Regions from separate parts of the Gossypium hirsutum genome. Here region 1 is linked to region 2. The links are chromatin contacts, called in public Hi-C maps. All regions are on one chromosome and are shown on one strand. Each heading gives the region's core, a stretch centred on a gene start, on an enhancer-like site or on the middle of the called end of the contact. The rest is flanking DNA. Distances are from core to core; before and after follow the strand shown.

Region 1 (5,085 bases), core at 850-3,349, 320 kb before region 2:
CGCAAAAACGGTGTTGCAACATAGGTCGGTGTCGCAAGACAACAGGCAGTTTCGCTCCAGGACTTGTTTTTGTTTTTGTCTTTAATGTTGAGACATCAGTGTCTTGGGGTCGTGACATAGGCAACAAGTTCGTCCCAAATATGCATCTTTAGTTCCCAATTTTCCCTACAATACCATGTAACCTTATTTAGATATTTATGATATAATAAAAACTACTAAAAAGCATAAATTACTACTTTAAGCATGAAAACCTAAATATATACTAAGATGCTTTGATTTAACTATTAAACAAACTAAAGTTATGTGTAAAAAGGGATGTAAATAATAGTGTAATTCGTGACAGATCAAACTCGCCCACACTTAACTTGTTGCTTGTCCTCAAGCAACCAATACACATATATGGGAAAAAGAGAAAAGAAAAAAAAAATTAATACGAGAATGGCTTGATTTCTTTCTTTAAAAAAGCTAGAGTTAGTGAAGATGGATGTAAATAAAAACCTAAATCATGACAGATCATACTCCTACACTTGCAATCCTCTACACTTAACTTTTTGCTTGCCCTCAAGCACACCAAGTCTAGACATATTGCATGGAAAAAGGAGACGTCCCTTGGATTTTATTACTACTAAGAACATGATTGTCAAATATTAAAGGTATAATGATTCTTATCGCACTTGCAACTTAATCTTGATAGTTCGATGCCTTGAAAACTTTTTAAAGTAAATTAGGATTAGTTTGCAAAGTTACATTGTTAACAACTTAGAAGTAATTCCCATAACCAAATGTTTAACAATATCACCATTAACATAAATCAAACAGATAGGTAGCAGACACAATCATGTAAATAAAAAAATTTTATTCAGTATAATTGTTAGCAATTTCAGAAAGTTATGCACAGAGAACGCTTAAGTCACATTTGTCTTCTATGCTTGTAACGTTTTGTGGCTTAGTACGGTACGAGTTCGATGGAAGATATGGCTCCAAACAGTTCAAACACTAAAAATAGTTAAGCACATGACATTGTTCTCTTTCTTCTCCCTATCCAAGCTCTCCTCCTTTTATCTCCTTCTCTCACATTCATTATCTCTCCATGTAGGAAGATACAATTTAATACTAGCAACTATGGCTAGCTTAACAAGTTTTGGTGTTGAAGTGGAAGGCTTTCGATAGATCCTACTCCCAGACGCATGGGGGGAGGCTTATGGAAAAAATAAGGCTTACCAGAAAAATCATAGGTCGATCACAGTACCATATACTCTTGCAACTCGAAATTATGTGAAGAGTAAGGTCCTTCTGTGTTGAATCACAACCATCGACCAAGTCTACTCGACTTGGATTTACACAATGAAAGTGGAGTTACAAATGTAGTGTCTCAAATTTATAGATATGACATAAACATAAATAGTAGATGTGACTATCTTCAAGAGTCCCTCGCAGGTTTCGTTTCTAATAAAAAACACTATATGAACATATATACATGTCAGGGGGTATAGCCACTCGCGGGAACCCCTTGTGGGCTCTCTTTGTCTAACAATATACATTATACGGATATAAAAACATAGAAAGAGATATAACCACCCACCGGAACAATTCGTGGGTTCTCTTTATCTTACATTATTCATTATATGGATATACAAATATGTAAAGGGGTATAACCACTCTTGAAAACCCTTCGTGGGCTTCCTTTCTGAGATTTATATAGGCATTCATATATAAGCATATATAGACAATCATATTCATATACAGACAATGGCATCAAAATCCCTCTGAGGCCTTATATCAAACAATTCGCGTGCAATACCAACCTCCGTCTATGGGGTGTAACCGTCCATGAGTACTATAAACCTCTCATGGTCCTATGCTTCTTCTCTTGTCAATATAAAATATATACATACACTATGTGGTTCACAGTGAACTCAAATTTTTTATAACATATATAGACAGAAGGGTAACCTTCCGTGGGGTCTCACATTCGAGAATGGGGATGTACATACCCATTTCACTTAATGTTTTTATTATAATAAATACACGTATGCATGGGAAGGGGTCACACGCGTGAGGTTCATCACTCCATTTCTATTTCATTGTCTTTTTTTTAATATATATATATAATGTATGCATACGGGAGGGATGTTACACCCCGTGGGGAACCCCTCGTGGTTCCCCTTACTCTTATCTTTTTTCTTTTTTTTTTAATAGATGAGCACCCGTGATGTTCATCCCTTCATAAAAAAACACAGATAAATCATGCGGAGGATCCAACTCCTGACCTATTAACAACTTTTTTTTCTAATAAAAAACATATGCGGGAGGTACTCACCTCTCGTAAGAGTTCCTTCTCATTTAGCTTGCTATTGAAGGCCCCAAAAATTTTCTAGAGAAGGTCAGATAAATTATGCTTTAAGCGCATTAGATAGTAATTAGGGGTGATATTCTATTGAGTTGAGTAAAAAAATTTAAGTAAGTCGAGTTGACAAATTTTATTTTAACAATAAAACTTAATTTGAATTTTTTTCGAATGAATTGAGTCAAAAAAATTTGAGTCAAGTCGAGTCGAGTTAACGAATACTATTATTTATACTTAATATTGCGTTTACATGGACCGATTATTTAACTAGTAGACGAAGTACAAAATTATTTTACTACATAAACAATATAATGGTTTTGCCTTTTAACTTAATAGGTAAAAATTTATCAAAACAATGTAATTTTGTCTTTTCTTATTCGGATTTTCGGATAACTCGAATTGTGTAATTCCTATTCGAGTTAGACCAGAAAATTTGATTTTTTATTCGAGTTGATCTAAATAACTCAATTAACTTAAATAACTCGAAATATTTAATTCAAAATTTAAATTTTTTATCAATTTTTTTTGAATCGAATTGGATTTTGCTCACCTCTAACACTAATATCAAACAAATGAAGGGAAAAGAAACCAGCCTATTTGATATTTAAAATTACCATGAGTTGGGACAAGGGATTTTTAAATAAAATGATGCTATAGAAATTAAATTAAATATCACACCATCTTCGTGACATATGATTCATCGGACACAAATATTACATAAGTGAAATGGAGATAAATGCAAATGCACAATTGGTAGCTAGTGAACAACTTATGATATGAAATTAACCCGTAACCGAAATTTGGTGGGCATTCTTAGAAAAAAGTCTGGCATTGAAACTTGGTAATTGTATTAAAATTATAAAATTACAAACAAAGCTTTGAAATCTAAAGTTCTAAACTGCAAAATGATAATTTAAGAAAGAAGCGAGTATCAGTTTCTATGGCATTTATATGATCCTGGTATAATGAAATGATCAGGAAATTATTTTATGGCATTTATTTTTCAGACCTTAATTTTTATTGTTAATACTTGAGCATAGTAAAATGATTTTTTTTTCAGTTTTGATTGTTCTCTTGAATGCATTGAACTACATTTCCACAGGACTAAATTATTTTATACCCTAAAAATGAGGCCTATGCCTGGTAAAGCCAAAAAGATGAATTCAGGCGCGATTGGGTAGGAATATAACAAAGTTATATAACATGATTAACTTAACAATTTTAATGTTTATATATTTAATTATTATACGAAATGAATTACATATATAAGTAAATATAAAAATAACTCAAAATGTTGAAGCCAAAAGTCTAATTCATTTTTTAAAATGGTCGTATTTTTTATTATCTAAAACTTCATTTTATTAATGTATTACTTTTAATTAAACACTTTTACAATGTTATGAAAGTTTTACACTTGAGAATAACCAAACTCTTAAACGTATCTCCTTAAGCCACATTTTAGGCAAGGAATCCAACATAAGCTGTAAGGCCAACGTTCTAAGGGCTTTTGCATGGTCTCCAAACCGTTCACTTTCACATGGGCTTCAGTCTGAAACACAACCACGTCAAAACCCAAACTTCCCAAATTGCAATCATGAAGCTCAAGAAAACAATTTTAAGTTAATATTATTGATTTTCGACAATTAATTACGATAATATTTCTCATGGTACATAAATTTAAAATGCTAAGATTTGTCCTATAGTAATGATTTGATATAAAGGAGATAGCAAATGTCTGGTCTTGATCAAGGCGAGTCCTACGTTTTCTTTTAATACTTTGATCTTCTTCTTAGGTCGCACTGTAATCATGATTTAGAATTGGCCCATGATGTTTTTCAATGCAAAATTATGAACAACATATTGCAACCCCCCCCCCCTCCTCGCCGCCCTCTCTTTTTAAAAAAATTCCATTAGATATCCAATTGGTTCGTATTTATATAAGTTAAGCATCTACAAATAAATGAAAATTTTGTGTTTGGATTAAATTTAACTAGTTTACAATCGAGGGGCATTTCAAGATATTGATGAGTGAAATTCAAATACTTAAATGCTTGACTTCAATGGTTTGCAAGCTTAATCAAATTAATTAAAATAATTTTTATTCAAAAATATAAATTTTGTATGTAGTTGTGATTAAAGTTGGATCTATAAAGATCGATAATAATTTTAGCCATTTAGTAAAAACAGGTAAAATAGGAATAAGAGTTAATTGCATTGGACACCCCTAAACTCTGACCATCATTCTAAATTTATTCTTAAATTTCAAAATATTCTAATTACATTCCTAAACTATTGATGTTATATCAATTAGGTCCTTACGTTATTCAAAACGTTAAATGACACATCAAATCTTATGTAGCTAAAGTTAAAATGAAAAATTTAAAGAAATAGAACATTGTCGCATAACTTTTAAAAGTAAAAAACAAAAACAAGGTAAAATTGAAAAAAAAGAGTGAACGATACAACTTCTATAAAAACTTTGAAAACCTCAACACTAAGATTTTCAAAACATACAATTTTATAATATTCATTTTTCTTAGCATTTTCATTTAATTATGTCACATAAGATCTGGAATGTCATTTAATAGTTAAATTAACGATTTTAGTAACAAAATGACTTAATTGGTATAACCTTGATAGTTTGGGGATGTAATTAGAATGTTTGAAGTTTAAGAATCAATTTAGAATGAGGGTCATAGGTTGAGGATATTTAGTGCAATTAACTCTAAGGGGAAGGA
Region 2 (5,211 bases), core at 459-2,958:
ACCTCTATTTAATGAAAATTACAAAATAATCCATTTATTTTAATTTATCATAATTTGATATTTATATGTTTCAGATTTAAAAAGTTAGTCAAATTATTTAATACTATTAAATTCAATCATCAAATTACTTACCTCAAGATCAATTATTTATCGAATTCATATGCAAAGAATTTAAAAAAAATCATCAATTCAACTGTTTATACGTGGCTAATTAGAAAATTTTGAGAAGTTCATGTCTTTATGTTTTCTCATGTTCTAATTATTTTTTCTATATCATATATGTTTTCTATAATCATACAATGTCAAGTATTGCTAAGTTTGTTTTAAAGGTCTAATTATAAATTTTTATCTCTTTACATTATAAAAATTTGAAAACTAATCCCTTTACTTTTATTTGTTAAAATTTAATCCTCGTACTTTATTAAAACTAATCCAACTGTTGATAAAAGCATATAAACTTAAATCATTGATTCTTTTTTAATTTGCCATATATAAACTGTTGAATTAATGATTTTGTTAATTCTTTGCATATGAATTTGATAAACAGTTAAACTTGAGGTAAATAGTTTGATGATCGAGTTTAATAATATTAAAAAATTTGACTAACTTTTTAAATTCGAAAATTTACTGATATCAAATTATGATAAATTAAAATAAATGGACTAACTTTTAATTAATGTAAAATAAAGGTATGAAATTCAAAATTATACCACTTAGAACTAAAATATATAAAATTAAAAAAAATAATAAAAGTTTGGGTGACAAAGGGTGTAGATTTTGACATCACCACCCATTTTAATTATATTGTATTTAATTTTAAAATATTATCTTTTATATGTGATGTATAGATTAAGACTCATCTTTGTAAATAAATTGTTTTCGTATAATTTTTTATGAGAAAAGATTGTTTAAAATTGTGATTCCATGTCATTCTTATTGTTTAAAATTGTGATTCCATGTCATTCTTATTCCTTTCCAATAGGAGCATGACAAATAAGATTTTTCTTCTTGATTTTTAGTTTTTTCTCTTGAAAAAATTTAAATCCAACTAAGGGTGGGTTTGGATCGGTAGTGTGTTTACCTACGATTAGTGCAAAAATAGTGGTGGCGGTAAGATTAGATACTGTAGTAATGCTGTAGCGTGAGACAAAAAGTAAGCTAAACGAATCGCACCACGTCCAATCACCCGTCCAAATTCACCCTAAAAATGCTAAAAATTAGGAGGAAAAATCTAATTGGTCATGCTCCTATTAAAAAAGAATAAAGATGACATGGAATTACAGTTTTATACAATCCCTTCTCTTTTTTATATGATTAAGGTAGAAAACCTACAAAAGAAGAGTCAGCATAGAAAAAAGTTATTTTAAATTTTAAAAATCAAAATGAAAGAATTTTAACAGTTGGAATCAATTTATTGAATTTCAAAAAAAGAATTAAATGATTTCCCTTGTTTAAATAAAAATAAAAGTTGAATTCAAACAAATGCGTTTAATTTTTGAAAAGAAGAAAGTCAAAGATACTTAAAGTGAAATCAGTCCATAAAAATAAAATATTGAGACAGGCAGAGGGTTAAAATCTAATTTTGATATTCTCAAATTATTTGGTCAGCTCTACTAAACCAACAACAATCCCCCAAAAGAAACCTTCATATGCGTCTTTAATGGTTTAACCAAAATAAAGAAGATGACAAGGTAACCATAGCTGTACGCATTTAATAGCCCTCTCTCTCTCTTGCTCTTTAAACAGTAGAGTAGAAGAAACGAATGGACATTCAAAGCCATTCAAGTCATTTTCACAGCAACTGCATTGAAATTCTTTGAGAGAGAAAACACACAAACAAAGAAAACAAAAGGGAAAAGGTAGAAAATTAGTATATTTATTATTATTATTATATGTAAAAGAAAAGTCTTTCCAGGAAAATTCACTTTCCTTTTTGTTCCTTCATCTTCCTAAACAAACGCGGATTTTGGTTTTTTTATTTTTACTTAAATCAAAGAATCCCATTTTTTTCGTTTCGTATAAAAGTCTTTAATCGAAGACCAAATTTTGTTGACAACATCCTTTGAAGATTCAACTAACCACCCAGAGCTAGAATAAGGCTGAAAAATCTTCAAAAGCTAGAAATTCATTTGTTTTATTTTTTGCCGGAGTTGCTTCTTTTATTCTGACCCTTGTTTGAGAATTCAACTTCGGAGTTATCAACCATGGCAACTGCTGCCATATTTTCTTCTCTAAGGAGGAGAAGATCGCCGTCTCTAGAGGCTTTCTTGGCTCCTGTTGAGTTAACCCAAGTAGCTCTTCTTCAAACCTTGGCAGCCGTCTCCTCTGAGCTTATCTATTGCTTTTCCGACAAACCTTTCTTCTTCCAGCGGAGGAATTCTCGATCTTTGATTCGGAAGATAGAAATTTTCCTTGTTATGTTGGAGTATCTGAGGGATTCTGGATCACGGTCCATGCCAAACTTGCCTTCAACAGCCATCTTGTGCTTCAAGGAGCTCTATTTGTTGCTCTATAGGTCCAAGATACTACTTGATTATTGTGCTCAATCCAGTAAGTTGTGGCTTTTGCTTCAAAACCATTCAATTTCGGGCCATTTCCATGATTTGAATCAAGAAATTTCTACCCTTTTGGATGTTTTTCCAATAAATGATGTTGGATTGAGCGATGATGTTAGGGAACAGGTTGAGCTGTTGCAAAAACATGCTAGGAAGGCTAAATTGTATGTCGATAAAAGTGATGAGAATTTAAGGCTTAGGTTCTTTTCGTTTCTTAATGAATTTGACAACGGGAGGATTCCAAATCATGTGGACATAAGATTGTTCTTTGTGGAAAGACTGGGAATTAGGGATGCTAAAAGTTGTAGGTCTGAAATTGAGTTCTTGGAGGAGCAAATTGTGAACCACGAGGGGGATATTGAACCTACGGCTTGTGTGCTTAATGGGTTTGTTGCAATTACCAGATACTGTAGGTTTTTACTATTTGGTTTTGAGGAAGATGAGGTGCAGTTGCCTTCTAGGAAACAGAAGAAACCGAGGAAAGGGTTGATTACTCGAGAGATCGCGGATACCTTTGTAACTATCCCTAAGGACTTTTGTTGTCCAATATCTTTGGACTTGATGACAGATCCGGTGATAATTTCGACAGGGCAGACTTATGATCGGAGTTCGATAGTTAGGTGGTTGGAGGAAGGCCATTGTACTTGTCCAAAGACGGGCCAAATGCTCATCCATACTCGCCTTGTTCCTAATCGGGCTTTGAGGAATTTGATCATGCAGTGGTGCACTGCTCATAGTGTCCCATATGATCCCCCGGAGGCTGCAGATGCACCTGCAGAGTCATTTGCTGAAGCTTTGCCAATCAAAGCTGCAACTGAAGCTAATAGAGCAACAACAACCCTTCTTGTTCAACATCTAGCTAATGGATCACAGGGAGCTCAAGCTATTGCTGCTCGAGAGATTCGCTTGCTGGCTAAAACAGGAAAGAAAAACCGCGCTTTTATTGCAGAGGCTGGGGCAATACCACATTTATGCAAGCTGCTGTCATCTTCAAACCCTGTTGCTCAAGAGAATTCTGTTACTGCAATGCTGAACTTATCCATTTATGATAAAAACAAAAGCCTTATTATGGATGAGGATGGTTGTCTAAGATCGATTGTTGAAGTCTTGAGGCTCGGGCTCACAACGGAGGCGCGGGAAAATGCTGCAGCAACTTTGTTCAGCCTTTCAGCTGTTCATGACTATAAGAAGAGAATAGCAGATCAGGGAGGGGCAATTGAGGCCTTAGCAGGGTTGTTGAGAGTGGGGACGCCAAGAGGGAAGAAGGATGCCGTAACTGCTTTATTTAATCTGTCGACTCATTCGGACAATTATGCGAGAATGATAGAGGTTGGAGCAGTTACAGCACTTGTCGGAGCTTTGGGGAATGAAGGGGTTGCGGAGGAAGCTGCAGGTGCCTTGGCCTTAATTGTCAGGCAACCAATCGGGGCTGAAGCCGTGGGGAAGGAAGAAATGGCTGTGGCAGGGTTAATAACGATGATGAGATGTGGAACCGCAAGAGGTAAAGAGAATGCAGTTGCAGCACTGCTTGAGTTGTGCCGCAGTGGTGGGGCTGCTGCAACCGAAAGAGTGCTCGGGGCCCCAGCATTGGCTGGCTTACTTCAGACACTGTTGTTTACAGGTACGAAACGGGCAAGAAGAAAGGCCGCATCACTTGCTAGAGTGTTTCAGAGGTGCGAGAATGCATCCTTGCATTTTGGTGGATTGGGTGTTGGATATGCATTAGCAGGCAACTCAACTCCTCCTAACAGGGATCCACGATTCACGGATGACGTCTCAATGCCTATGTCTATCTCTGTGCAAGTATTGTAAAGGTAAACATCACAGTGCGGTACTGTCCTCCTCGCTTATATATAAGTTGTAATTTTTGTTGGTAATATATTTACAAATTCTTTCATTGAAAATTTCAGATAATGAGAAAAAAGAAAATTACCGAAATGAGATAATCCAATCATCTGTTGTGGGAGAATGATAGAAATGTCACTGAGCGATTACCTTCATCTTATTATATATATGTGATGTTCAGTGAGTTAGAGAACAACAAATACAGTAACACTGGAAAAGACCGTCACAAGCTCATGAATCATGAACAATAAAGAACTTAAAGCGACTGAATTTACATTTTGTTTTCAACTTGTGTGGAAAATTAGAAATTTTTTCATTTTGAATGTTCCATTTGCCAAAGTTAACATGCTGGTTCTTATCAAACATGAGTTAGAGGTGGTTGCATGAATCAATTAGGTTAAATCTCGGGTTTATTTCTTCAAGCGCTTGCTGAAATCATTTGTCTACTTGAATCATCTCTTTTTCTTTCCAATATTCCGACAAAGAATCCATGGAAACTTATTATCCGGAATGAATAATTGGACTATGAGTCAAACTCAGAGTATAGATTTTATTTGATATAAAATCACATGCAAACTTATAGAAGCATCTAAAAAAGCTAAGGTCATTGTTTTGATCAGATGGTTTTATTACCTCAAAACCATAAGAATTAAGGCATCTCACCTTTTATGAAGATTCTGAGGAGTGAGATATTTTATTAAGGTAAGTGTTCAAAGAAAGGTGGGAAATTCTCCTATGACATGGTTGGTTGCCCAGTTTTTCTGTGGAGAAATTACTTTTTAACAATAAAAATAAAGATTAGTAATTAATT

What was found. Hi-C and Micro-C count contacts between places; a contact is called where the count stands out from the background.
Region 1: a contact with region 2 is called in a Hi-C map of leaf, with 2.4 times the contacts expected there. The contact joins the enhancer-like site here to the promoter of LOC107901708 in region 2. A contact is called at or near these places in 2 of 34 Hi-C or Micro-C datasets (hypocotyl and leaf).

The regions. Positions count from the first base shown.
Region 1 is chrD06:49,802,037-49,807,121 of Gossypium_hirsutum_v2.1, forward strand. No RefSeq gene overlaps it. Among protein-coding and RNA genes, the nearest start is that of LOC121219005, 7.8 kb to the right of the region's middle. Within about 2 kb of position 2,100, at least 3 of the 9 cell types and tissues checked have an H3K27ac peak or open chromatin away from gene starts, as enhancers often do. A contact at or near this core is called in hypocotyl and leaf, where this site is marked.
Region 2 is chrD06:50,122,397-50,127,607 of Gossypium_hirsutum_v2.1, forward strand. It overlaps LOC107901708 (U-box domain-containing protein 17), which reads left to right and starts at 1,709. Exons shown (of 2, transcript XM_016827802.2): 1 at 1,709-4,369; 2 at 4,466-4,688. The coding sequence starts at 2,205. The coding sequence ends at 4,367.